7 separate regions of the Mus musculus genome follow, and regions 1, 2, 4, 5, 6 and 7 are each linked to region 3. A link is a contact called in public Hi-C, HiChIP or PLAC-seq, Micro-C and promoter capture Hi-C data. All regions are on one chromosome and are shown on one strand. Each heading gives the region's core, a stretch centred on a gene start, on an enhancer-like site or on the middle of the called end of the contact. The rest is flanking DNA. Distances are from core to core; before and after follow the strand shown.

The links. Promoter capture Hi-C pulls out the DNA fragments that hold promoters and counts their contacts. Hi-C and Micro-C count contacts between places; a contact is called where the count stands out from the background. HiChIP or PLAC-seq counts read pairs in DNA pulled down with a chosen protein or histone mark.
Region 1: a promoter capture Hi-C map of second pharyngeal arch cranial neural crest shows a contact between it and region 3, with 4 times the contacts expected there. The contact joins the enhancer-like site here to the promoter of Btg1 in region 3. A contact is called at or near these places in 10 of 39 promoter capture datasets (the 3T3-L1 cell line, cranial neural crest, frontonasal cranial neural crest and 5 more), 1 of 15 datasets of contacts at CTCF or cohesin (the NIH/3T3 cell line) and 13 of 115 datasets of contacts at active chromatin or transcription factors (the NIH/3T3 cell line, the SCID.adh cell line, differentiating embryonic stem cells and 10 more).
Region 2: a contact with region 3 is called in a Hi-C map of uterus, with 2.1 times the contacts expected there. The contact joins the promoter of Dcn here to the promoter of Btg1 in region 3. A contact is called at or near these places in 1 of 39 promoter capture datasets (hippocampal neurons) and 2 of 484 Hi-C or Micro-C datasets (both in uterus).
Region 4: a Hi-C map of bone marrow-derived macrophages shows a contact between it and region 3, with 13 read pairs. The contact joins the enhancer-like site here to the promoter of Btg1 in region 3. A contact is called at or near these places in 5 of 39 promoter capture datasets (the 3T3-L1 cell line, cranial neural crest, liver and 2 more), 1 of 15 datasets of contacts at CTCF or cohesin (the NIH/3T3 cell line), 3 of 484 Hi-C or Micro-C datasets (bone marrow-derived macrophages, cortical neurons and embryonic fibroblasts), 13 of 115 datasets of contacts at active chromatin or transcription factors (the SCID.adh cell line, acute myeloid leukemia, a colorectal cancer cell line and 10 more) and 1 of 9 other capture datasets (embryonic stem cells).
Region 5: a contact with region 3 is called in an H3K27ac HiChIP or PLAC-seq map of microglia, with 8 times the contacts expected there. The contact joins the enhancer-like site here to the promoter of Btg1 in region 3. A contact is called at or near these places in 4 of 115 datasets of contacts at active chromatin or transcription factors (embryonic stem cells, large pre-B cells, memory CD8 T cells and 1 more).
Region 6: a contact with region 3 is called in a promoter capture Hi-C map of second pharyngeal arch cranial neural crest. The contact joins the promoter of Lum here to the promoter of Btg1 in region 3. A contact is called at or near these places in 2 of 39 promoter capture datasets (3T3-L1-derived adipocytes and second pharyngeal arch cranial neural crest) and 1 of 115 datasets of contacts at active chromatin or transcription factors (the NIH/3T3 cell line).
Region 7: a Micro-C map of embryonic stem cells shows a contact between it and region 3, with 4 times the contacts expected there. The contact joins the promoter of Eea1 here to the promoter of Btg1 in region 3. A contact is called at or near these places in 4 of 39 promoter capture datasets (the C10 cell line, liver, pre-B cells and 1 more), 8 of 484 Hi-C or Micro-C datasets (the G1E-ER4 cell line, LSK cells, embryonic stem cells and 3 more), 4 of 115 datasets of contacts at active chromatin or transcription factors (effector CD8 T cells, large pre-B cells, memory CD8 T cells and 1 more) and 1 of 9 other capture datasets (liver).

Annotation. Positions count from the first base shown.
Region 1 is chr10:97,263,840-97,267,822 of GRCm38.p6, reverse strand. No RefSeq gene overlaps it. Among named protein-coding and RNA genes, the nearest start is that of Gm34044, 30 kb to the right of the region's middle. Within about 2 kb of position 1,957, at least 13 of the 459 cell types and tissues checked have an H3K27ac peak or open chromatin away from gene starts, as enhancers often do. A contact at or near this core is called in embryonic limb bud, neural tube and second pharyngeal arch cranial neural crest, where this site is marked.
Region 2 is chr10:97,477,221-97,480,964 of GRCm38.p6, reverse strand. Dcn (decorin) reads right to left here and starts at 1,465. Exons shown (of 8, transcript NM_001190451.2): 1 at 1,176-1,465.
Region 3 is chr10:96,615,701-96,619,425 of GRCm38.p6, reverse strand. It overlaps Btg1 (BTG anti-proliferation factor 1), which reads right to left and starts at 2,425. Exons shown (of 2, transcript NM_007569.2): 1 at 1,954-2,425; 2 at 1-1,150. The coding sequence starts at 2,101. The coding sequence ends at 783.
Region 4 is chr10:97,280,492-97,284,568 of GRCm38.p6, reverse strand. No RefSeq gene overlaps it. Among named protein-coding and RNA genes, the nearest start is that of Gm34044, 47 kb to the right of the region's middle. Within about 2 kb of position 1,583, at least 11 of the 459 cell types and tissues checked have an H3K27ac peak or open chromatin away from gene starts, as enhancers often do. A contact at or near this core is called in the NIH/3T3 cell line and bone marrow-derived macrophages, where this site is marked.
Region 5 is chr10:95,878,775-95,882,436 of GRCm38.p6, reverse strand. The region is part of intron 3 of Gm33377 (a long non-coding RNA gene); the gene reads right to left. Among named protein-coding and RNA genes, the nearest start is that of Gm24433, 18 kb to the left of the region's middle. Within about 2 kb of position 2,111, at least 88 of the 459 cell types and tissues checked have an H3K27ac peak or open chromatin away from gene starts, as enhancers often do. A contact at or near this core is called in embryonic stem cells, memory CD8 T cells and microglia, where this site is marked.
Region 6 is chr10:97,563,291-97,567,024 of GRCm38.p6, reverse strand. It overlaps Lum (lumican), which reads right to left and starts at 1,524. Exons shown (of 3, transcript NM_008524.2): 1 at 1,140-1,524.
Region 7 is chr10:95,938,409-95,942,372 of GRCm38.p6, reverse strand. It overlaps Eea1 (early endosome antigen 1), which reads right to left and starts at 1,710. Exons shown (of 29, transcript NM_001001932.3): 1 at 1,401-1,710. The coding sequence starts at 1,424.

The DNA of each region.
Region 1 (3,983 bases), core at 708-3,207, 650 kb before region 3:
AGAGAAAGTACGCAAGGCGCTAAATGGAGTCTGCAACCTTATAGGAGGAACAACAATATGAACTAACCAGTACCGCCCAGAGCTTGTGTCTCTAGCTGCATATGTAGCAGAGGATGGCCTAGTAGGCCATCAATGGGAGGAGAGGTCCTAGGTCTTGCAAAGATTATATGCCCCAGTACAGGGGAATTCCAGGGCGAGGAAGCAGGAGTGGGTGGGTTGGGGAGCAGGGCGGGGGAAGGGAATAGGGGACTTTCGGGATAGCATCTGAAATGTAAATGAAGAAAATATCCAATAAATAAATAAATAAATAAATAAATAAATCCAATAAAAGTGTTTATGAGCTTTTGAAGTTTCCTGGTGGAGTTTTTAGAGACATTTACTTATACAATTATCATCTGTAAATAAAGATTCGTTGACTTCTTCACTCCTTTCTTTCTTATTTGTACTCTCTTATTCCACTCACAAAGGCTTCAAGTATATTGTGCTCTCCCTCCCTCCCTCTCTAGATAGATAGATAGATAGATAGATAGATAGATAGATGGATATCATGTTGATGAAGAGGATGATGTGTGGTAAGGGGAGAAAACACCCACTGCTGATGGGAATGCAAACTTATACAACCACTGTAGAAATCAGTGTAGTGATTCATCAGCACACTGGGAATATGTCTACCTCAAGATCTAGCTAGGCCACTCTCAGCCACATACCCACAGCGCTCCATACCCTATGACAGAGGAACTTGCCCAACAATATTCATTTCTGTCTACTTATAGAAGCCAGAAATTGGAAAATATCTTAGCTGCTTCCCAACAGAAGAATGAGTAAAGGAAATGTAGTACATTTGTACCATGGCATATCATTCAGCCATTAGAAAGTGCAATCACGAAATTTGCCAGAACATGCATGGAACAAGAAAACAAAAATCCTACGATCGTATGATCCTACATGATGTATTCTAGAGCCCAAAGACAAATATGGTATGTATTCGCTTATGCATGGATGTTAGCTGGTTTTGGATAACCAGGCCACAGTCTATATAATCACCGAAGTCAGCTATAGTGTAAGGGATTAGAGGTAAGAATGGAGCTCTCTAGGAAGGGGAATAGAATAGATCATTATGGATAGACGGTGGGTTGGGGAACACAAAGCAGAAGGATCAAATGGGAAGTGTGAGTGAATTGAGGACACTGGAGGGAATACATAGAGTGACAGCTAAAAGGCTAAGGCCATTGGAAGGGTTGCATGGAGACCTAAAGCAGTAAAGTGTCCTAAAAACAATATATGCTATGGAAATCATCTATTGATTAAAATAGAAAGGAAACAAAAATAAAATATTTTTAAAAGAAAAAAAAAGCCTCCTAAAGTTATTTTAAAATAAGTCTCCCCATATGTTTGTAGTTGGGGCTGTCTGTGTTTTTCAAAGCAGTGGTTTTCCATCCATGACTTGTGCGTATGTGTGTGTTCTTTCTCTTCTACATACAATACAAAGAGCCCATTGGGGAGCATGCATGGGATAGAGGAACAAGTAGAGAGCCATCATTTCAAAGGGAAGATTTAAGGGTTAGACTAAGCAGCACAAATGCAAAATGAAACGCTGCCTGTCATTTTCGTATCTGGCACATAGCCAAGCCCCTCCTTCGTTCTTAGCTGGGTCTGGAGTTAAATCAGTTCCTTATGTGCCCAGTATGTTCAGGCCCTCTGCTCATCCTGCCCAGACACATAATGAATAATAAACAGTGCACTAATTCTGGCCAGAATAATACACCAGTATTCACAGATGACAACGAAACCCCTCAGCTTGCACAGACGCTTCATTTAAAGAAATGGGAAAGGGGTTGTGTTCTTTTTCATATTTTGGCTTACCTGACCTATGACCTGCAAATGTGGGTTCTTAGTGTGAGCGTGGTGCAAACACTGAGTTGTGTCTTCTTATTCGGTCATGGGACGATGAAAACAAGCAAACAAAATTGCCTGAATCTCTTAAAATAAGCAATGTGTGAGTGTGTGTGTGTGTGTGTGTGTGTGTGTGTGTGTGGTACTGAAATTAACATCTCTAAATGAACATTCTTTCAGAGATGAAAATGCCTTTGAGGGAAAAAAGTTTAACAAACTTTGATAACATTAAATAGACTATAATCTTAAACTCCAACCCTAAATTCACTATGTGATTTCTGTGTAGCTCTCTGAACATTAACCCTATATAAGTTATGTAACAAAATATTATTAGATATTTTCTTTATGTATATTTCAAATGTTACCCCTTTCCTGCTTTCCCCTCTGAAAACCCCCTATCTCCAACTCCGTCCCCTGCTCACCAACTCACCCACTCCTGCATCCTGGTCCTGGCATTCCGCTACACTGGGGCATTGAGCCTTCACAGGACCAAGGGCCTCTCCTCCCATTGATAACTGACAAAGCAATCCTCTGCTACATATGTGGCTGGTGCCATTGATCCCTCCATGTGTACTCTTCGGTTGGTGTTTTAGTCCCTGGGAATTCTGGGGGTACTGGTTGGTTGATATTGTTGTTCTTCCTATGGGGCTGCAAACCCCTTAAAGTCCGTGTGTTAACAAAATATTCTTACTTTGAAGTCATCAAGTGGTCTTCTGAGAAATTTTCTATATATCTCTGCCATTTTGGGGTTTAAAATATACACACAGATCAAATACATTTAGAGTACGTATATACTGGAAATGAGATATGCTATGTAGTCCCTGTTTGCATTTGTTATTTTTGTCTCTGCTTCTTTATCTCTTTGTGTCTCTCTCTGCATTTGAGTGATATGCCGTGTGTGTGTGTGTGTGTGTGTTCTGACTTTTCTAGCCCTTGGAGGAAAAAAGATGCCCTTACAGATGTGAGCATATGTAGCTTTCATAGATTCTTAAAGAATTACATACTTGAAAACAGGAATTTAAATTGTAGATATCACATTCTCAGAGGTAATTTTGAAGACCAGTTTTTATGAAGGCTTAATTCTTAATGGTTTGGGGAGGTCCACTGACATTTGATTTCAGCTCAATATTTTAACAGTAATAGCTATTAAAACATATTCAAATATTCTGCCTACTAAATCTTAATACATTCTAGACCACTAGCACATTGACTTTTGCTGCCAGGCTAATTTATTTTTGTGCACAAATTTAACATAAAATCGTTCTTACCATCTCTGAAACGATATTTGAATTTAAGAGCATGTGTCAATAATGAAAATGGTTTTTAGCTCAGTGCTGGCCCTGGTTTTTGTTGTTTTATATCTCATATCCATGCATGCTTGCACACAGACACTGTAATACCCTCCTATTTGTCTGCACTACACTATTTCATGGATTTGATTGTTTTGTGTGCGTGCATTGCTATTGTTTAAAAAGAACTTATTTTAGAAGTTGCACTTATGGTCATGCTAACATTAACTGACAAGTGCTCAGGTGTAGGGTTTGGGAAATTGCTTCCTCTCTTACTAGTTTGTTACTTTGGTAACAAACAAGACTCAAAATTTCTTCATTCGAAAACTGAAACTCATAATCCTAGAGTAACATTAGGACACTGAATTCACGCTGGCATGCTAAGCTTATACTGTCTTCAGTAAATGATGTTTTCATTATAAAAAGATTTGAAAGTACTAAAACTTGCTAAAGTATTTTATAAACAAATTTATAAAATTTTGTTGCTCTATAGTAGGACTTTAAAAAGATCCATCCTAGTTTTAAAGTGTGTGTGTGTGTGTGTGTGTGTGTGTGTGTGTGCGTGCACACCTGTGTGAGCAGGACTATGCACACAAGTGTGCACATCCTCTCAGAGGCCAGAAGAAGGCAATAAATCCTATAGCTGAAGTCACCAGTAGCTGTGTGATGCCTGATGCGGGTGCTGGGATTCAAACTTGCATCTCAGGCAGTATCAGCAAGCATTCTCAATGGTTGAGCCCTTTCTCCAGCCCCATACTATGCCCTATTTGTTTGTTTAATTTAGAATTAAATTGCTTCAGG
Region 2 (3,744 bases), core at 216-2,715, 860 kb before region 3:
ACTGAAGCAACACTATATCTTGTAGAAACTGTTCCTCTCAAATATTTGTAAAGCCATTTTTCCACTAAAAAGAGTTGTTTAAGTTCCGAAATGTCTCACCAAAAGTAATCTGTCTGGCCCCAAAACAATCTTTCTTTATTTACTTAGCTATTTCATCCAGGTTAACTTTTGTATAAACATACTTATACTGTTGTTAGGTGTTTCAGAGTTAAAACTTAACACGTATGTATGAAGTGAATCTGTAAATCCCTCATTTTAAGGTGAATTTAAAACTTCAGTAACAATAGGAATAATTAAAATACAAGCAATAAAAATACATTTGTCCACAAACAAGAACTACAATAAAACCTATGTTTCTTTTGGAGAGGTCTGCTAAAATAAGCAGCTGCAGGAAGAAAAAGCCACAGGCACAGAGATCACTGGAGTCACACACTGGGGCACACGTAACCAGTGGTCCTCTGCTTACTCTGCTTTAAGTTAAAATGAGAATCAACCCCCACCCTCACCTCATAGTGAATGCACCTCATAAGAAAGGTTAATTTGCATCGAAAATATTGACAGAAACATTTATAACCAAAGAGCTCTGCAGCTGTATTATCTCAGATCTTTAACATCATAAATATTTCCTGTGTTCCTTTTCACCTTTCTGGTAATAATTCCTATTCATTTCTGGTGTTGCAGAAGTAGGCATTATATTTCTACAGCCAGAGACTTGTCTTGCTGATGTTTTAAAGATTGTGAAGTATGCAAGAACACAGCACGAGAAGAAACCCTTAAATACCTAATTTAGGCACAAGCAATATGCTAGTTACGAATGCTTTTCTGCTGACAGTTTATAAAGAGCAAAGCATTTCATCAGTACAAACACAAAACTACCAATATAGACAAGTCATGGTGTTAGGTTACAAGTTTTTAATAAGCATATTTGCAAGAACAGAAGCAAGAGCACAAAACCAATGCATTCAAACAGTTTTGCCTTTTTGTTTGTTTGTTTTACCGAGTACTTAACTTCTGTTTTCAAGCAATTCATTTCTAACGTTGTCTAAAGATTACTAAAAGTTTAGCACAGCTTCCTTCTCGTTCCTTTTTCTCACCAGATATTTTCTTCTGCCCTCCACTTGACAGAAGCTTTATTAGCCTGTAGCAGAGTTCAGGACAATTATTGAAAGCCATACCTTTTAATCCGGGTATTTGCCACAGGAGCCCTCAAAGCTGCGATGTAATTAACACTAACTATGCAGCCCAGGCAAAAGGGTTTGCAGGTGTGGAAAGAAGGAGGAGGGGGTGGTGCTGCCCTGTGACTGTCACTGGGTTGAAAACCTCCTGCTTCTACTCCATAGCACAGTTAAGAACTAAGGTTTCACTGCGTGAGCGCATCCAGCTGACACCCACATTAGATCATATGGTAATGATACGTCTCTTGTATTGTAGCCAGAAACTTTATCGGCCCCCTTCTCCCTCCCCCTCCACATTTGCTTTATCCCTTTGCATCCGCCCAGCATTCCAAACTGCTTTTGTAGTCTAGTGGAGCAACTTGATTTGAAATTTGTCTTTTTTTTTTTTTTCTAAAAGATTGTAACTGAAGAATTTGTCTCCCCACCCCCAACCCCATTCCAGTCTCCACCCTTTCCAGTCTTGTTTGTAAGTAGTATTTATTATCCTTCTGAAATGACTTTTTTCCCCCTTGCTTTGGAGATGTGTGGGTCTGGAAAATGGAATGGCATTAATCCTAAAGCTTTTTTAAATGTGGTCTGCAGAGAAGACTAATTAGACTTCCATAGAATTACTCCTGGGCTCTGAAGTTCAAGTGCTCTGGAGTTCTCTGTGCATTTTGAATGCATTTCTATGGTGTTCTGGGACAAAGCCAGAATTTAATCTGGAAAATATGTTGTTTATTATTTTCATTACCTACGGCTTCAAAAACTTCCTTACTGTCTATTCTTTGCTGCTGTTGTTGAATAAAACACATAGAAACTAGACACTGATTACAATAAGATTTAGTTTGTAAGTAAAGAAAAAAATAATAATTTTTATAGATGGGTCCCTTATGTAATTAGGACTTTCTGTGGCTCTTTTTAAATTTCAGTAAATAGGCAGGGGGAGGAGAAGAAAGTGCAAATTGAGTAACATGTTTATTCAGGCAGTGAAGAAAGTTTTTGGAGATTTTATAATTCCATCTCTGGATGCTGTGGGTTGCTCTGTTTGCCTTCCCAGGTTCTGACTCGCATTTTTCTGCTCAGGCCTCCAGGCTCTGATCAGGTGGGGACTTGAAGCCACCATCTATGAAAAAGGAGGAGATTCCCCCTATCCTTCCTTTACCCACCTAAGTGCATGCTTTGACAGGAAATATTTTTTTATTTTTATGGAGCTGGAAGGAATTAAATTCTTGAGAGGGAATCTGAGGGAGGGGGAGGATGTAGCTAGACTTATTTTGACTTCTTTCCCAAGTCTAACTGCCTGTCTTTTAACCTCTCCCTCCACACACTCCATTCTTGCAGAGTCGAAGCATGCTGAGTGATTCTGTTGAGTCCAAGTGTTCGCTGACATTGGTGTAAGGAACATGCCCTTTCTTCTGGCACTAATTGACTTTCTCCTCTGAATGTTGCTTGTATTTATAAGTTTCTTCTGACATGCGATAACTCCTTGCTCATTGCCTCACTCCCAGAAAACACACATAGTCCCTCTAACACAGTTACTATAGTCATTGTCTTTCTTAATCGATGATTTGTTTCTTAGCAACACTGAACTTCACTCTAGTGAGTCAGGACAAATTGTGGCAGCAGTCATTGCCTAATGTAGAATAAGACAGGAGATGAAAGCAAAGAAATAGGAAAGAAAAGTAGAATAAAGTTGGCAAGAGGAAACAAAAGATGCATATAAATTAGTTTGAATTTTTACTGGTGGGGCTGTTAGGTTTAAAGTTCATATCTGGGTTCTTCCCTTTGATGACAGGTTTAGGAATTAAAGCAACTCCCCTAACCTCCCCAAGCTTCAGTCTCTGCACCTGTGGAATACATAGAAAACGTAACTCAGTGGTTAGTCTTAGATGGAGCTTGAAAGCAGACAATGTATAGAACAAATTTATTTCAACTTACTTTCAGTATAAGTGCGCCATAAATATTACTTTCCATTATTTTCTGGTGTGTTATATAGTTTACAATTGAACTAGCCAAGAAGAGTTGCTCCTCCTGTTTTGAAAATATAAAAATTGAGAACCAGTGACCTCTCCCTGCCCATGAAGCTAAGTAAGACCCAAAGCACAAGGCAGCTCCCAGAGATTCTAATTCTGAATCCAGGTTACATAGCTGTGCTTCATCATAAGGAGAATGAGCACACACACAGGAAGAGTTACTGTTAAATCTCTAAGATACGATGCCTTCTCATTTTCAAAACTGCACACAAGTTCAATACCGGGACCCAAGAGACAGCTTAGAAGACAAAGGTACTTACAGCTCCTAGCCTGTCAATCAGCGTTGAACCTCTGGAAGCCAGGTAAAGGAGGAAGTAAAGAGTCAATGCCTCAACCACATATTACACACACACACACACACACACACACACACACACACACACACTCACACACACACACACACACACACACACACACACACACACACACACTCACACACAGGCACTTTAATCATCATTGTAATCACCCAATATTTAAAAAGTTTTAATAGTTCGTAAACCTTGTTTAAGGATATATAGAGACAAATGCTTTCCCTATGTAATGTTTTTTTTTTA
Region 3 (3,725 bases), core at 1,176-3,675:
AGTACAAGGAAAGTTACAAACCAGACCTCCACTTTCTAAAAATAAGAAGTTTACTCCACTCAGTCTTAGAAAACTACAAGCTAGCAAATGTACAGAGAGCTGGCTGGTGCTAACAACCACAGTTGAGACAGTGTCTTTTTGAAGGGTCTTTTCAAAGCCTGCTGCCATGGCAGAGCCTGGTCGCTCCCTACTCTCAACGCCAAAAACACAAGGTCTGACCATTTCCCCCAGGTCATGCGTACTAAGTTTGTCTTTATGTACATTTATACATTTTAAGTGCTAGGTAAAAGTCTCCGTGTAAAAATTTTTCCAGTACTACCATGCTTAAAACATTGAGCTTTCCTATTGAGCTGCCAAAAAAGTTACTGAGAACTTTCAAGTGTAATAGTGCAAATTCCCCTGCAAGGTTGACTGCGAAAGAGGGTTCTTTGAAAGACAGAATTTCCTTAAAGGGACTGCTGTGACAAATTGGGTATAAGGTCTGGGAGAAACTGAAACCACCCTTCGACTTCACTCCCTAGCAAATAAAGTGATCCTTTCCTTGGACTCACAGGCTATTTAAATCACTGAAAGGTACTGTCCAAACTATGGCACTGTCACTAAATTAAAAAAAAAAAAAAAGAAAGAAATAAAAAAATTATTACCACTCTATCTTGTGCCAGATCTTCACAGCTGTGACATGGTTTAAATTCCATAATCCATCCCCAAGAGGAGCCCACCCAAAGCAAAAAAAATCAAATTCATCCATCCATTATAAGATGATCCATCCAATAGACTATATCTTAACCTGATACAGTCATCATATTGTAGTTTTTGGAAGGGCTTGTTCTGCCCAAGAGAAGTTCCTCCTTACAGCTGATTCTGCTGTCTACCATTTGCACGTTGGTGCTGTTTTGAGTGCTACCTCCTGCTGGTGAGGCTTCGTACAGCACGCAGATGGAGCCATCCTCTCCAATCCGGTAGGACACTTCGTAGGGGTCAACCCAGAGTGTGAGTTCACTTGGGAGAAGCCTGAACAACTCCTGACTGCTCAGTCCAATCCGCTGGGCTGCCTGTCCAATCAGAGGATCCATCTTATGGTTGATGCGAATACAACGGTAACCTGATCCCTTGCACGGCTTTTCTGGGAACCAGTGATGTTTGTAATGTTCTGTGGAAGAAAAGAACAGAGAAACAATGCTCAGGACGGTAGTCAACGCAGCCGTACCGTAGCGTACTTTCCTCCTCCTGCTGCTAGCTTCTTAGCGAAGCGAAAATGAAAACCACCAACTTTCACAAATGTCCGGGACCGAATTCGCTGTCGTGAGACAGAATAGAGAAAGCAAAGACACTGTGGCAAACACTGTCCGGGTACTGACCGGTTGAGCCGCCAAAACAGGAATCCCGCGCGCAGCCCTGGATGGCCAACTAGCTGGATGGCACAGGCAAGCGGGCGGGAACCTGTTTACTTTCTCCACCCCAACGGGGTCCCATACAATAGACTTTATGGAACTGGTGGGGGGTGGGGGCAAGACAACGCCACTATGGCCAGTTAACCCCAAAGGGAAGAAAACCCAAGAAACCTTAAACCAAGATCTGGGTTGGGTTGTAATTGTACCGGTGACAAATCCGATGATTAATGGGCAAGAGGCACAGGAGGTGCGGAGACCTGGCACGTCCGTCCCGGGCCGGCTCCGAAACACAGAGGCGACAAGCCACCCAGGGGCTCAGCCGCAGACTCTCGCAACGGTCGCGGCGACCCGGCAGAGGAGACCGACGGGACTCCGGGCCCTGGGTCTTTTGTCCCCCGCGACCGGCCGGTAGCCGTCGGGGCGCAGCTCCGCGTCGCCCCGCTTCGGATCCTTTGTTGTGCGTGTCGCGGCGCCCCGCCGCCCAGCTCCCCCCCCCTCCCCCAGCCACGACCGGGACGCGCCCGTTAGTGGCGACCCGCGACGGTCCCCGCGCCCCGCTCACCTGCCAGCAGCTCCTGCAGGCTCTGGCTGAAAGTCTGCAGCTGTCGCTCGCTCGTGAGCCCCTTGGTGCGGAGGAACTTGGAGATGAAGGACACCGCGGCGGCGATCTCGCCTATCATGGTGGCGGCCCGGGTGTAGAAGGGATGCATGGGGGCGGCGGCCGGGGGTGGCCCGGGGCGGCCGGGGCTCGGCCCCGACGGCGAAGCGGCCACCCCGGGCTCTCGCCCAGACCCGACGGCCGAGAGGAAGCGAGGGCGCGAGGCGCGGACGGCTACTGGTTCTAGGGGATTTTTTTTCTTTCCTTTAGAGTAAAAAAGTTATTTTCAAGCCAGGAGGCGGCAGGAGAGACAGAGAGAGACGAGCGATGGCGGCCTGGTCACATCGCTCGGACCTCCCCAGCCGCCTCCGCCTCCAGCTCGGTAGCCTCCGAGGATCCCGAGAGTTGCATTTCCAGCTCCGAGGGGCGAAGAGCTGCCGCCGCCGTGCAGCTCATTTTATAGGGCTGCGGAAAGGAAGTGGCGTACCCGGGGCGTGAGGGCGGACGCCAGCCAATCCGGAGATCGCACCATTGTGACGCAGGCAGATTCGGGGCTGGAGGGGGCGGGAGAAAGGCCGCCAGGGGGCGTGCCCAGAGGCCGGGATGAGAGGGAGGAGCTGACGTAATCTGCTTGTAAACAAATAAACCCCCCGAGTGGCAGCCTGAGACTCCGGAGCGGTGGAGGGCGGAGAAAGAAGCCAAGGAGGCGCGTGTGAAAGCTCCGCCCCCGAGCTAGCTCCGCCCCCGGTTCGGGCCAGCGGGGACCCTCCAGTCCCCGAGCGGGCTCCGGGTTCCTCACTTACTGCGGTGTGGCTGGAACCTCAGGACTGAGGTTCGGTCTCCGCAGCCCCAGTCCTTTGCGTACCCCATGTTTACATCTGAGCCCAGTTCCAGCCGGCTTGGCTGGCAGCCCTGGCGGGAGGAGCGTGCGGTGGCGGAGACTAAGGCTCCGCTAGGGAATGGAAGGAAGGACTCGCTCCCTGGAGCTATCCTGCGGCTTAATCCAAGCCATTGCCCCTAGGGTTTGCAGAACCCCGGGGGGCTGGGGGGGGGGAGAAGATGAGCCTTGAAACTCATAAAAATCTGCATATGTATTTTAGAAAGGCACAACAAATTCGTTTTTCTAGTTCAAGTGATGTCAGAACTTTAGAGTTGTGCTGCTGTTGACACATAAGATAAAACTTTAAGCTTGTCGAGAGTGTTAAGCATAGACACCCATATTTACTGGCAAAGACGGTTGTAAACAGCCTAGAAAAAAAGGAAAGCATGAGCCTGCTAAAACTATTAGACCCAAAATAGGGTTAACCCAACTCTCTTAAAGTAGGAGAAGGGAGAGAAAACAATGAAGTCCAGGCAGGAAGAAGAAAGCAAACAAGAGGCAGAAGTTGAACTCTACCAGATGGAAATAAATATTTAGAGTTTAGTTGGTCATCAGATGCAATACACACCACTTTAAAATATATATATGTGTGTGTGTGTGTGTGTGTGTGTGTGTGTGTGTGTGTGTGTATGGAGCTAGAGGAGAAACAAGAGGATAATTGGTTCTGAAATTAATTTGAAAAGGTGACCTATACATCATTTATCATTAATATACAATACTTAAGTACCCACATATTATCTAAAGATAATGTTAGAAAGCACTTCAGAAAGTATCAAGTTTTTTTTTATAATAAACTGAATCAAAAAATAACATCTTTGTGCATGTGTGTGTGTGCGTGTGCGTGTGCGTGTGCGTG
Region 4 (4,077 bases), core at 334-2,833, 670 kb before region 3:
CTTTATTCTTCATTGATACCTATGTCACATATAAAAAAACAATAATATCCTGTTTCAGGGTGCTGGGGTGTGTGGCTGGCTGTGTATAAGTGTCCTCTTCTAGGCTTTGTTTGGTAATGAAAAATAAAACAGCATTTTATTTTTTAAAAAAAATCACCATTTGAACCACAGTAAAAGTTTAGCAGATCAGTGTTACATATGTGCTCTGTATGAACCTTACTAGGAGTCACATGACCTTGTTTTGTGGAAAGGACACAGTAATAATTTTGGCTTATCACTAGTAGTCAGAGTCAACAGAAGAAATGTCCTTGGAATGCTCACCTGTGCTCATATCTGCTGCCCCAGCCTCAGAGACAACCAAGGAAGAAGGTATTGAAAGGCTTTAAGAACCAGAGGTCAGAGAGGCACCTTGAGAAGCAGTATCTTCTGGATATAACTGGACCACTGTATTCATGAGCTCACAGAAGCCATGGTTGTCTGCATGAGACCTTCACAAGATCAAACCAGTCAGCATGGAGTAGGAGGGGTTTCATGAACCCCAGTGATAACTGAGGATATATGGACAATTGATGGTTCTTTTGGGGGAAAGATCACTTAAGGAAACAAAGTATAAACCCTAGTAGGGTGACCACACTCCAGTGGATGTCCCTATCCCTGGAATTTCATGGACAGCACAAATTGGAGCTAATGGGTAGTTTTTTTTTGGGGGGGGGCACAAAAACATGACGTTGGGGGTGGATCTGGGTAGAGTTAAGAAGAGGAGTTGGTGGTGAATATTGTTAAAGTATATTCTATGACCATTCTCAAAGAATTAATAAAAAGGCTTATACTAAAAATAGCTTATGTTTTGCCTTTCAGATGGTGGCTATCCTTGTAAAACAAAACCAGGCATGTGCAATATGGACATGAATGGGTTTGCTTATGTCTATAAAACTTTATTTATGAAAGCAGCTAATAGCTGCTCTCAGCCAGCAGGCCTCAGTGTCCTGACCATGATTCTAGATTTCATTATGAAAACATGCATAGGAACATGTTCTAACTGTCCAGGACTTACTGGTCAGGTCACAGTCCTGAAAGGTACCCATGTAGCATGGCTTCATCACTTATGTTCCTGAGAGCTAATTATTTGGCCCAGTCATAACATTTAATAACCTTCTTCTGTGACTTCTGTGTGTCCCCTGCCCCCAAATGCAGTAAGTATACTCTGGGCGGGAAACAAAAGATGCAGCTACTGTCCTGTGTTTCCCTGGAAGCCTGTGGAGTGGCATTGCTTTTGCCAGGAGTGGTCCTTCCGAGAAAGCTGTCTCTGAACAAGTTTGGGCAACAATTTCATTGAGGATGAAAGAGTTACTTCTGTCAAATTCAACACGCACTCCAGTTTCATTATTTTAGGACATAAAATTGTTTAGTGATTAACTTTGTTTATACTTGGCAAAGCATCACTTCCTTTTCTGAGGAGGAAAAGAGACAAAAAAGCTCATAAAAAATTTTTCAAAAAGCTTTCTACTTCAAACAGCTCTTACAAAACTGCATTTGGATGAGTCAAGTGTGGGGGAGTCAAAACCATATGGATTCTTCCCCTTTTAAAATAAACACTGACTTTCAAATTGAAGGAAATTTTCTTACAAAAGTAGACTTTAGCTTCCATAGACTATAAATAGTGAAAAAAAAGCAACTTCCCGAAATTTGATAGACCCAAATCACAGCTGGGTTTCTCATTCTTAATAATTGTGTTTTCACTGTATATCATTTAAAAACAAACAGCTCTAGGAGTGGCCCACATTCGGCTATTTTTAAGGGCATGGAGATTTTCATTTATCTCTCAAGTAATTTTTTCCCAAATCTTGAATTTGAGATAAGTTGCATTGTTACATTCGAAAAGACATAGGGTTAACCACTTGCCAGTCATTGTATTTCAGAGTCAGCTTGAGGTTAGTCTGGACTTCATAAGTGGATCCTGTCACAAAAGGAAGGAGGGTTCAAGGAAGGAGACAGAGACAGATAGGGAAGAAGATGAATACAGAGGAGAAGAAGGAAGTATTTGGGTGACAGCAAAAGAGGAGGAAAGAACAAAGTAAGGAGAGAAGTCAGGAAGGAAAGAGGAAGGGAGGGAAGGAAAGAAGGAGGGAGGGAGGGAGGGGAGGAAGGAAGGAATGAAGGAGATGGAAAGTGAGCTATGTCTGTAAACTTATTGTTTAAGATTGATTGATATAAGACACATTGTTTAAGATTGTTTGTGTGCATGTATGTGAACCCTGTTGAATATCTGTGTACTGCTTTTGTATAGAAGACCATGGGAGTCAGAGGAAGGCATTAAATTTCCTGGAACTGGAGATACAGGGTGTTATGAGTGACCATGTGGGTGCTAGGAACTGAACCTTGAGTCCTTAATGAAAACAGCCAGTGCTTGCTTCTAATCACTGAATGATCACCCGGTCTCTGTCTGTACATACTTCTGATACAATGATAATTCCTGGTTAGATTATCATCTATTATTACATTTTATCTACATTTTCATTAATAATCTAAGCAATAAAAAATTAGCACCCTTATTTAGGTAGATTAAGTGACCTACTTGGATGGCTATGAATATTATCATCAAATAATGCAAACAAAATTTTCATAATCTCAGTCTTTAAACAAATCAAGTCAACTAGACTTCCATTTGTTCCTTAATTCCTTTGTTAACACCAGAAATTCTAAAATACAGAGGCATTTTCTTGAAAGGACCCAGATATAGCTGTCTCTTGTGAGACTATGCCAGGGCCTAGCAAACACAGAAGGGGATGCTCACAGTCAGCTATTGGATGGATCACAGGGCCCACAATGGAGGAGCTAGAGAAAGTAACCAAGGAGCTAAAGGGATCTGCAACCCTATAGGTGGAACAACAATATGAACTAACCAGTACCCCCCCCCCCCCCGGAGCTTGTGTCTCTAGCTGCATATGTATCAAAAGATGGCCTAGTCGGCCATCAGTGGAAAGAGAGGCCCATTGGTCATGCAAACTTTATATGCCTCATTACAGGGGAACGCCAGGGCCAAGAAGTGGGAGTAGGTGGGTGGGGGAGTGGGTGGAGGAGGGTGTGGGGGACTTTTGGGATAGCATTAGAAATGTAAATGAAATAAATACCTAAAAAAAGAAAGAAAGAAAGAAAGAAAGAAAGAAAGAAAGAAAGAAAGAAAGAAAGAAAGAAAGAAAGAAAGAGAAAGAAAGGCTCCTGAAATAGAAGCTGAAAGGTACTTTATGATAGATAGTTTGTATCATGAGGCAACAGTGATCTGAAAAGGGCCAATCCGTCTCATGACTGGGGCAAGGTTTCTTAGTAAAAGGACCATGTGTTATGGTCATAGAAAACTAGAAGATATTTTCCTTAAATAAAACAGAAATGCAGCATTCTATATAAAGAATAAAGTATGTATGAAAATTTGAGAGCACGTGGAGTGTCCCTATGCAGCAGAAATATATAGAGAAGGAAATAGAGATATAATGTAAGGTCAGGGCATACAGAGATCATTGCAAGAGCTAACTCATGCTTTTTTAAAAGGTATTGTTATATGTAGTGAAAGCAACAGTTTTGAGAACTGTTTTCAGAATCAGATTGTGGGGGTGGGATTAGGAGGATGGGAGAACTTACAAAGTAAGGTACTTGGTTATGATTCTCCACTGTACACTGCAAGTAGGATTTTCTCTGTCCAATCACAGTAGAGCAGTGGGAGGCTTGTGATTGGACAGGAGAAGGGAGGCAGAGCCAGGAGTTGAATCAGAGAGATAGGTCTGAGGAGGAGAGGGAGAAAAAGAACAGAAGTGGATGCTCACAGTCAGCTATTGGATGGATCACAGGGTCCCCAATGGAGGAGCTAGAGAAAGTACCCAAGGAGCTAAAGGGATCTGCAACCCTATAGGTAGAACAACATTATGAACTAACCAGTACCCTGGAGCTCCTGTCTCCAGCTACATATGTATCAAAAGATGGCCTAGTCGGCCATCACTGGAAAGAGAGGCCCATTGGACTTGTAAACTTTATATGCCCCAGTACAGTGGGTGGGTAGGGGAGTGGGGGGGAGGGTATGGGGGA
Region 5 (3,662 bases), core at 862-3,361, 740 kb after region 3:
CCCAAGAAGAGTTGTGTCTAAAATAAAGGTAAATGAAATCACCTCTAAAACGTCCACCCAGCTGCTCATTGCTTCTCCCCCACCCCCCACCCCCCTCCGCTGGGGAAATTGCTTGCAGTGGATATTGAGCTTTGAATGCAGAGGAGGCAAAAGCGCACAGTTGCTGATCTGTGAGCATGCCCCCAAACAGCACAGTTGTGGGAAAGCAAATCACAGGGATTCTAGCTACGGAGAGCCCAGAACTAGGACAGACATATTCTCAGCCTCTTACACCCTCAGCCCCTCCGTAAACAATCGAACGGAAGCTAACAATGGACATACCGCCTTGGGGTTAGGAAAGCAAAAGCAGTTTAGCTGACTGGTTCCCCGTCCCCTGCAGGAAATGTGCTCTTTTGTGTATTTTGGGGTTAAAGCAGAGGATTGTGTTAAATGGGGCAACAAATTAAATGTGCATGTCAGGGCTGCAAAGGAAGGAGTCTTGCAGGAAAGTGAACCTGACTCCCATGTCAACGAGCGCGGTAACATCACTGCAGTGTTGTCTGGGGAATGGTTGGAACGATATAGGACCCAGATGGTTCCACCCGAAGGAATCCTGAGCTCTCAGAACTCAGGAATGGAAGAGAGAGGAACTGAGAGAGACAGGGAACAGACTATCTTTGTGGCAGTCAAGGTATTTGCACCTGGAGGTCATAATCAGCCACTGTCCTCTGTTTTGTGGCAGGACCAAGAGGGAGAAGCAGTTGAGGGCAGGGGATGCTGCATGCAGGGGTGGGTGGGTGGGGGCGTGGGGTCTTGACCCTCACAACTGAGCAACTGGTTGAATTTGAGGATCAAGAAAGAAGAGCTGCCGAGGGCCATGGTGTCCAGCTCAAATCCCAGCATGGAGGAGGTGCGGAAGGAATCAGAAATTCAGGGTCATCCTCAACTATATAGGGAGGTCGAGGCTAGCCTGGACCTCATGATACTATTGCAAAAGACAGACAGAAAGAAAGGAAGGAAAAGGGAGGAGGAAAAAGGAAGGTATGAGAAAAAAATGTTACATTTTTGGTAATAACACGAAGCAAGGACTGTAAAAAAAAGGATACTACGCTGTGCATTCAATACTACTGCATTTCTTACTTTTCCTAGTATTTTCCTAGTACTTTGTTTGTTTTTTCGAGACAGGGTTTCTCTGTGTAGCCCTGGCTGTCCTGGAACTCATTCTGTAGACCAGGCTGGCCTCGAACTCAGAAATCCACCTGCCTCTGCCTCCCAAGTGCTCAGATTAAAGGCATGCGCCACCATGCCCAGCTTCCAGTATTTCTGTTATGTACAGCACTCAACATTTTATAACCATGGAAACAGAGGCTTTTATATAGTCTGTTTAGTAAAGGTTAGACGTGAGATCAAGTATATATATATATATATAGGATACACATATACGATATACATATACATCTAGATTTACATATACATATGACCGTCTTGATAGAGCCCAGGCTGGTCTCAAGCCCGTGATTTTTCAGACCTCTGTCTCCCCAGCCCAGGACTGCAGGTATGTGCTCTTTCTTGCCTTGCCTTTCTGGTGAAACGCTGGCAGATGTGTTTCCAAGCAGCAGTACTGAGTTTTGAGTATCAGTAGGACATTTGACTAAAGGTGCCTAGCAGGTCACAGGAAATGAAATCGAGGTTCAGGAAATGATGCAGGTTAGAGGGACAAGTCCAGAGTCATTAGTTAAAAACTGCGAGCTAAACTGTGAGACTACCCTTACTTTGTCTGGATTTGTCTAGTTCAGTTCTGTTGGGTGGATCTCTTTAGGCATGCCAAGTATCAGGAACTTAAAAAAAAAAAAAAAAAAAAAAAAGTAACTGGGTGCAGACGCACACTCCAGTAATCACAGCAGTCAGAGGGGTGGGGCAGGAGGATTACTTTCAGTTCAGTCCAGGGGAATTTGACCCTCTACACTGAGGAATCTTTATCCTTGCTTTGTATCCTCCTCGCCACTGTTAGCTGCTGATTTACCTCAGCCTTGAGTAAGTTGCGCTATCTTCTGATCTCAGTTAGTGGGTGTGTTATCCCCACTGCTCCACACCGCTGCACCACGCACTGTATCGGTTTCTTTCTGTTCCTGAGCTTAGAGGAGGGAAGGTTTTGCTTAAGTGGGTACAAGCCGCCTTGGTGGGGCTGGCACCGGAGTAGGAACCGCAGGAACCAGAAATCAGAAAGCCGCCTTGGTGGGGCTGGCACCGGAGTAGGAACCGCAGGAACCAGAAATCAGAAAGCCAGAGAGATCACATTTCAGGAAACAGAAAGAACAGGAAGTGGCGTCAGGTTAGAAAACCTCAAAGCTTGCCCCCAGTGATCTACTTCCTCTAGCAACACTCTACCTCCTTAAGGTTCCTCCCAAGCAATAACTACAGGGAATCAAATGTCCAAGTACATCGACTGTCTTAGTTACTTTTCTGTTGCTATGACAAAACACCAAGGCCAAGGCTAGCTAATTTATTTATTTATCTTGGCAATTTATTTTTTAAAAAAATTAAAAAAAGAGTTTAATTAGAGGGTTAGAGTTATGATGGACAAGCAAAGGCACGGCAGCAAGTGGCTGGAGCGGCAGCTGAAGCTCACGTCTCTCAATCCACAAGTAGGAGGCAGAGAATGCATTGGGAATGTCAGTAGGTGTTTGAAACCCCAAGCCCAACCACAGTGACACACTTCTTTCAATAAGGCTACATCTACCCATCCTTCCTAAACAGTTCCACCAACTGGGGACTAAACATTCAAATATATGAGTCTCTGTGGGCCATTCTCATTCAAACCACTACGTTTCTGACACATGAAAACTAGGCGCATATTCAAACCACTGCTGTTGTGATTTGTGTTTTTAGAGTTCAGAGAATAAGAGATCAGACCGAAGCTATTGATTATTGTTCTTTTCTTTCAGGGATACGGTCTGACTATGTAGTACTGGCTAGTCTGGAACCAACTCTCACTGGGTAACCCAGGCTAGCCTTGAACCCACACCCATCCTCCTGTCTCGGTTTCTGGAGCTATAGGCGTGTTGCCTGCATGTCTGCTTCATGTATACACGGAGGACACCTATGGAATGAGTTGTTTTCAGAGAGATGACTTTGAATTCCAGTTTATTCAGCATCCTTAACAACAAACAAGTGCATTGTAATAGACTTAATGATTCAGAGGAAAAGGATTTTGTGTGTCTATGAGAAGTTACAGGGGAAAGCAAACAACTGTCAGATAAAGGTCATATTCCTCTCCAAACTGTATTTTTCTTCTTCTTCATTCTGTTCATTTGTTTTTGAGACAGGGTCCCGTGCAGCTCAGGCTGGCCCCATGTGTATTCTGGAGAAGATTTGGCAGATGCTGGGATTGCAGACATGAGCTAGCACACGGTACTTCACAGTGTCTCCGGTCATTAAGCTTTGTTCTCTTTGGTAATGCATATATGCTGGAGGGATAGGAGGCACGGCAGATTTTATTTCTAAAATTCTGTGTCTTGCTTTTGGACAGAGGGAGGTGAGACAGCATCTTTCTGTCTGGCATCTTTCTTTAGCATCTTCAGTGCAACAATCCTTCATATTTTAGGAAGGAACATTCTGGTCGTCCACAGAGCCCTTCAGAGCAGAGTCAGTTCTAGGCTGGATCCTTTTGCTCAGCATTTTCC
Region 6 (3,734 bases), core at 275-2,774, 950 kb before region 3:
AACAACATGAAGAGAATCCACATTCAATTACACCCTGCATTGCATGATATTTCATGCAAATAATATGAGACAAGCATTTGCATCAGGTAATTTGGAGGAAGTAGAAGTTGGGAGACCATGCATTTTAAATATATATGCTTTGCTTTAGCTTAGAATCATGACAGACTTCAGGAAAAGAAACATTGAAAAAGATTTTATGAAAGATACACTTGAAATTCTAACCTCAGATACAGTCACAATGCTAATAAATTATGCCCTTGCCCATGATTCTGATGGGAATTTTTAATTGAATAGTTAGGATTTGCCCTGCCTAGCACTAGGAACACAGTAACAGTACATAATCACATAAATGAATCTGTTGATTCATTTAAGTTTTGACTTTTTAAATGGAATATGCATACTAACAAAAATTTATTCCACAGTTTTGGCAAAGTAAAACTTAACAGTCTGAAATCAAAGCAACCTTGTGAACATACAATGCCTCCTCTGTGAGGGTAAGTCATACATTCGGCCCCTACTTTTTTAAATACCTCTGGTCATGAAAGAAATGCTTTTCTGCAAAAATGTAAATTGTTTCCCAGAAACTTTTAAAAACATGTACCTTAAGGTGTATATCCAAAACCACAGATCTTTAAAATGAGCAAAACACGGAGAAGTGATCCACACAAGTAACTGAGTCCTCCTGCTAACATTTTATAACCCAGAATGTTTATTGCGACCTGTAACAACATATTTTATTGCAAAACCCCTTGACTGCTGCTGGTGGTAGTGGCCTTTTTCTGTCTCAATACTAGATTTCAACATTATAACAATATGTAGCTAATTAGCATAGATAACATTTTAATTTCTGTACGTTTTTGAGTGTCTAACTTTTTTTTTTTTTTTCATTGCAACCTTGGAACGTTTTAAATTTCCCTTGCCAATCAGTCTGGCATACAGAGTGAAATTAATCCAATAGTGATGGAAAGTATAATAGGTAAAATGTGAAAATAAATGTTCAAAACTGTCATTGAATAGCAAATTGGCAAAATTCCTCTAGATCTTTTTTTTTCCTGTTCCTGTTAAAATTAAACACTGTCCCCAAGACTCAGCATCCCCTGGGGTATAGTAAGAAAAAAAAAAAAAAAAAAAGCACTTACCTTACTCTCTTGACACTGTTTCCGTTAATTTCTTAAACAGGCACACTGTGAACAAGAATCCACTAACATATGCTGTGAACTCTGTCAGGGTGGGACTGGCTGCCAGAGTCTCAGTGATACAAGAGCTGAGGAGCGTGGGGGGTGGGGGGGGGGGACCAGCCCAATCACGCCAGCCTCTGGATGAAGTTATGTCACTGTGGGCTCTTGTGGTGTTGCCTCTGAGCAAGCTTCTCTCTAACGAAGTGCAGGTGGACAAAACAGACCCTTCCACTCTGGAATCGGGGTTGGGGGAAGAGAGAGAGACAGAGAGAGAAGTACTTTACTGGATTAAACCCCTAAGAATCGAGCTTGCTACAAATGAGGCAGTTCGGTGTGAGAGGGTTTCTGCTGCAAACTTCTGAACTTCTGCATGTGTGGTGGCGGTGAACTGTGATCTGCTCAGCCAAGTCTTGTGCTCCTGTAAAGACCTCATAAATCACAAACAGAGCAAAGAATCTCAGGAAAATGCAAATGAGCACACGCAAAGGAACTGAGTCTTTTTTTTTTTTTTTTTTTTTTTTTGGCCACCCCTCTTGGATTACTTATTTGATTCACTTGGGTTAGCTTGCTCTTTGTCCTAAGGATGCATTCATTTCTGTACTGTGAGCAGCGCTTCATATACACGTTGAGACAACTGATAGGGTGAATGTCTTCTTTAGCTTGTCATGTTGAGGAAACTCTTTCTCATGTTCTTCAGATCTGGAACCACTCAGCCAAGGTCTGACCTGTTTTTCATTTGTGGATTTCCTCAGGAACTCACTCAAAACCCTACTTGAAGATTATATTCTATACTTTAAAGCCAAAAAAAGCAGAACAAAGATAACATAAATATATCCTAAAAATATCACAAGTCACTAATCTTTTTCATTCTGTTACCAGACTATTCTGACTTTTTTTCCAAGGTGGAAGGCACCCAAAGTTGTGGTCTGTCCAAAGGCCTGGCTTGATAGAGTGTTCTAACTCACTTTCTGGTATGTAATGTAGCAAATGAGTAATTTATTCAAGCCCTTATTGCTTTAATTACTTGAGAAGATTATATATATTTATAGGGTATATTTTTATTTTAAAATATTCACTTTCTATTTTTTAATTAGATATTTTTAAATTACATTTCAAATGCTATATCAAAAGTTCCCTATATCCTCCCCCAGCCCTGCTCCCCTACCCACCCACTCCCACTTCTTAGCCCTGATGTTCCCCTATACTGGGGCATATAAAGTTTGCAAGACCAAGGGGCCTCTCTTCCCAGTGATGGCCGACTAGGCCATCTTCTGCTACATATGCAGCTAGAGACATGAGCTCTGGGTACTGGTTAGTTCATATTGCTGTTCCTCCTAGAGGGTTCAGACCCCTTCAGCTGCTTGGGTACTTTCTCTAGCTCCTCCATTGTGGGTCCTGTATTCCATCCAATAGATGACTGTGAGCATCCACTTCTGTATTTGCCAGACACTGGCATAGCCTCACAAGAGACAGCTATATCAGGGTCCTTTCAACAAAATTTTGCTGGCATAGGCTATAGTGTCTGCATTTGGTGGCTGATTATGGGATGGATCCCCGAGTGGGGCAGTCTCTGGATGGTCCAGTCTTTCATCTTAGCTCCAAACTTTGCCTCTGTAACTCCTTCCATGGGTGTTTTGTTCCCTATTCTATAAAACTCTTAGAGCAAGCTGTTTCAGTATAGGTTCTACATTTTAGTTATTTTCCTTTAAAGATAGCTTGAGACACAGCTCAGTTGGTACAGCGTAGCATTAATAAAGAAATGGGTTCAATCTCCAGCATCAGATAAACTAGATGTGATAACACACAGAGGTAGGTAATTCCAGTGCTTGAAGGGTAGGGACGGGAAGAGCAGGAATTTAAGTTCATCCTCAACTACATAGTGTATTGAATCCTGCCTGGGATTCATGAGACCCCCATCTCAACATAACAATGTAAATGAAACAAAAATCAGAGTACATATCCAGTGTTTCAAATGTTAATAGTGAGACCTGAGAGGGGTACAAGTCAATAATCATGACCTTATTCACCTGGAAAGTTCACACTAGTATAAATGCCTTACATTCATTGCATATATGGAATTCAAGTTTTAAAAATATGTGAATACATATTTATACAATGTATATATGACATGAGATGTAGGGAAGACCGTTTTTAGAGGAAGGTAGCCAATGGGACTTTTGAAAGACAAAAGATGGTTTTATCCTTGCTTGAAACTGACAGAATCGAAAGATTTTTAAGTGTGATTTATTGTTATAACTATTACTATTAATAAAAATAATTATTATTATTTATAAGAATATTGTGGTGAAAGACCCACAACGTGAGGACTCCCCCACGTTCTGACTCAGGAGAGGCGACACCCCAAAATCACCCACAAGAAACGGGTCTTGCTGCAAATTGCAAGAGGATTTTTATTCAAGAGCGCTCTCGGGCCCATGGTCATACACCACGCAGGGGTAGAGGACCGTGGCGCCCCGAGTAGCTGGGTAAGGGGGTATTTAAAGGAAGAAACCGAAACTCAAGGAAGTGGGGAGGGCGTTGTTGAAAGATACCAAA
Region 7 (3,964 bases), core at 461-2,960, 680 kb after region 3:
CGAAGAATGATCGTCATACAATCCCAGGTCTTCAGAACTGAAAAACCCATGTTTTTTGAAAGCCAAACTGTTGCCACCAGAAGCAACTCCCAAATCAGAAAACATTGTTGATAAACTTAAAAGCAAACCACAAACTCCTTTTCTCTTGGGTAACTGTATGGGGGGGGAGGGGGTGCACTCACGTGTGCGTGTGTAACCTGAGGTTAAGGTAATCAGTTCTCTTAAGCAAATCAAGCCATCAATCATGCACAGAAGCCTTTGCTGTTGAACAAAGCAGCTGATGGGGAGAGTAAAGGGTATGCCCTTGCTTGCTACCAAGGTTCAGCTCTATCAAAGTTTCAAAAAAACTACCAAAAACGATTGCAAAAGGAAAAAAAAAAAAATCCAATGTCCCCACAGAGGGCCAGAGCAGACGTTAACTATGTTTCCTCTGATGTATGACCAGATGACTTCAATGTTTCACAGAAGCTGTCTAAACAGAATCTTCCCTTCCTGTGTACTGGCTGACTCAACCCTCCTTGGCACATTTCTTAACTAAATGCTACACATTCAGTAAGTTCTTGTCCTTTGAACTAATTCTCCTACTCTCTAGGTAACATCTCTTTACATTAACCAGCTGCAGAAGGGAGCGAATGGAAGCTATCCAAAACACTTGAGTAGGCAACTCTTATTAGAAGCGATTTTAATTATGTTATTCTAGGAACTGGTACCTAAACAAAACATCTACGGCTTTCCAACGCTCTTACCTTTTTACCCTCAAGATTTCCCAGATTTTACATTGAGATAGCCCTGGTGGAAACTAAACTGGAGTGTATCTGCCGTTTGAGCCATTTAGTCCTGGATAACTAAAATGAGGTTCTGGGTCTTGGAGAGGAAAATGCACTTGTAATTCTTAAAAGAAACTTTCCAACAGTGAGTAATATCTTCCTTCTCCACCGACTTTGGCAGTTCAGCGTCTTCAAGTCCCAGGACTAGGCCGGGTCTCCCATGACCCTCCTGTACCGTGCAGATAGATGAGTAAGGAGGCAGACAGGCAGGTGCGTGTCGTGGGAAGGTGGTGGCACGCTGGGGCAGGGAAGGGCCCCGCAGCCGCCCGCAGCCGAGCACCCACGGGCGCGGAGCCGGGAGCGGGGAGCGGGGAGGGGCGCGCGCGGGCACCACACCCTCCAGCCCGTGGTGACAGCCCCGAGCGCGGGAGCCGAGGCTGGAGGCCCTCCGGGCTCCGGCCTGCGCCCCGCCCCACCCGCAGCCCGGCTCCGGCAGGACCAGCAGGCCTCGGCGCACGCTGTCACCGGGCCTAGCGGAGCTCTGAGCGCCCCCGCCCTCCAGCCCGGGCTGCCCCGCGGCCGGGCTCGGACGCTCGCGCTCACGTGCTGCCGGAAGGACGGTTTCACTCTTACCCTCTGCAAGATCCTTCGAAACATGGTTTGGCCGGCCGCCGCCGCCGCCGTCACCGCCGCCGCCGCCGCGGGGACTCTCCGCGCCCTTATGCGGGTTACTCACGACTGGAGGGCGCGAGGGGCCGGCAGCCGAGCCGGGAGGGAGGAGGGCGGGGAAGAGGCGGCGGTGGACGCGGCTTTGGCGGCCCCGACTTCCCCACAGGCGGCGAGAGGCTCACGAGCACGAGCCAGCGAGGAGGGAGCCAGCGAGCGCCCGCCTGCCGGGCCGCCCCCGTAACTGACAGCTGGGCGGGCCCGCCCGCCCGGGGCCGAGGGGCGGAGCCGCTGCAGCCCCGCCTCCTCGGCCTGTCCATCCGCGGGGAGGGCGGGGCCGGAGGGAGGGCCGGCCCGAGGCTTCGACCAATCGGAAGCGGGGCTAGTGTGAGAGACAGGCCACAGGAAGCTGGTGCCTTGGCTTCTTCCGCCGAGAGCTTGGACCTTGGGTGCCGGACCCTGCTCGGGAATGTTGAGGGTTGCCTGGTGTTCTGATGGAGAAGATGCGTGGGGACCTCACGGGTCCCGCCTGGAGGTGTCCCCCACACGGGGATGGAAGAACAGGTTTTAGAGCTAACTTCAGCTGAGCCCCAGCCTAGGATGGAAGTTTGCTAGCGCTCTTAGTGCAGCAACCCCGAGCCGGATCCTCCTCTTGGCTGGAAAGGCTGATTCGACCTCTAAACTCCAAGCCATTGTGGACCCGAGAAACCAAGGCTTACTTAACTGTGTTGGGCTTCCCCCTGCTTTTCCATACCCAGGTTACCCGCTTCCTTCCTGCTTCTGATTGCAATCAGAGCAACAATAAAACATGGGAGGAGGCTGGGTTTGGGATTAACTAGAGAAGTTTGGGTTTATCCTTTTGTGACAGGGCAAAGGTTTCTTCATCTTATTTCAGCTGGAGCCATCCTTGTTTTAAGCTGAAACACACACACTTTTACTAGCCCTTCCGTGGGAAAGCACCTAACTATGTTCTAAAAGCAAGGGGTAGAAATACCCCAGCTAACTTCGTGTCCTTGGCTTCTGTTTAACCACTTGCTTGCTTCCTCCTTCAACTGCCAGCTAGGATGTGAGTTTTCTGTGTTCTTTGTCTCTAGAAACTCTCTGTAATGTGCATTCGGGGTTGCTCTGTTATAAGTGTTTCTCTCCCAGGCAATTCCAGTGCTTGGGAGGCCTCTGCCAGGTTCTAGATGACTAAACTGCACAAGGTGAAACTTGGGATACTGACAGTACCTAGTGACCTGGGAGCTGAGAGAGCAATCAGAAAGGCTGGGAACTGGGGATGCCTAGATTGTGGGGTGGGGGAAAGCATTGAATACCTCAGGTAAGGTTTCTCTATCTGTAGCTAATAATCCTAGGGACTTGTGGAAAAGCTAAATGCAGTGTCAGTTTCTGAGTCGGTGGGGCCTCCAGGACGCTGTTAGGTCAGGATTGTGGGGGTGGGGGGGCTACCAGATTTGAGAACTTTGTCCTATTTTTGTATTGTGTAGATTGCTTGTGCTGTTCATTGTTCTTGAGAAATTTAAAATCATGGGTCAAAATTCTTCTACCCAGAAAACCCCTTGAATCTGATGAACTCTCATTTTAAGAGTCTCCAGAGGAAAGCTCACGAGTCTGGAGAACAGATCTCAACGGGAAAATTAACTACTTTGTGTACCCTTGATTGGTCTTCACTTCAGGTGGGCTGGCCTGCTGAAGGCTACTTCAGCCTTCCTCTTATGCACAAAGGGCAACGTGTGGTCTCTAATAAACCAGGACACCTGGACCAGTATCCCACATTCTGGCCTGAAGGAGTCCCAAATCCCAGAATTTAAAAACTTACTGACCAGATCTCTCCCCCAACACCACCATTTTTGTTTCAGAGAAAGTAAATGAAACTAAGGTGCAGGACAAGTGTTGGCCTCTGGTCCTAGCAGCACCGTCAAGGGAGTTATGCTGCCACCCTCTACACCTAGAACACCAGCCAGGCAAAAATACATGTCACCAGATCCACTGCTGAGCCCAGCTCACACCTGAAGCGGATCCTCTTATCAACCCCAACCACCCGATCATTCTCCTATTTCTGACTCTGACCCCCCAGTCCCCTCCTGACTCCCGTTTGGAGGCCTCCTCCCCACCTGCTCTTCTTTTAAAGGCACACCAGGCCTCCTTGGGCTGCCAGCTGCAGGACACCCCGACCCTCCCTTTCATGATCCTTCCCAGGAGCCTCATCTTTTGCCACTCTCACCTTGAGGGAGGCTTCTAGTATGGGGCTCTTCCAGGATAGGAAAGGCAGGAGACTCCCTCAGTCTGTGATAATTTATGTTCTGTTCTCCACTACTAATCTGTATAACTGATTCTGCAGTTGCAAAACCTCTCTCAAAAGCCTAGGACATCAAATAGAACAGGGTCTATCCACATTAGAAAATCTATTAACACAGTGGAAGAACAGGAGGAATCATTCGCTGATGTGGTTTTGCAGTATGGCAGGGGGCTCAACCAACTGCAGAACAAGGAGGTTAAGAGAAAAGTGTCATTTCTACGCAAACCACTCG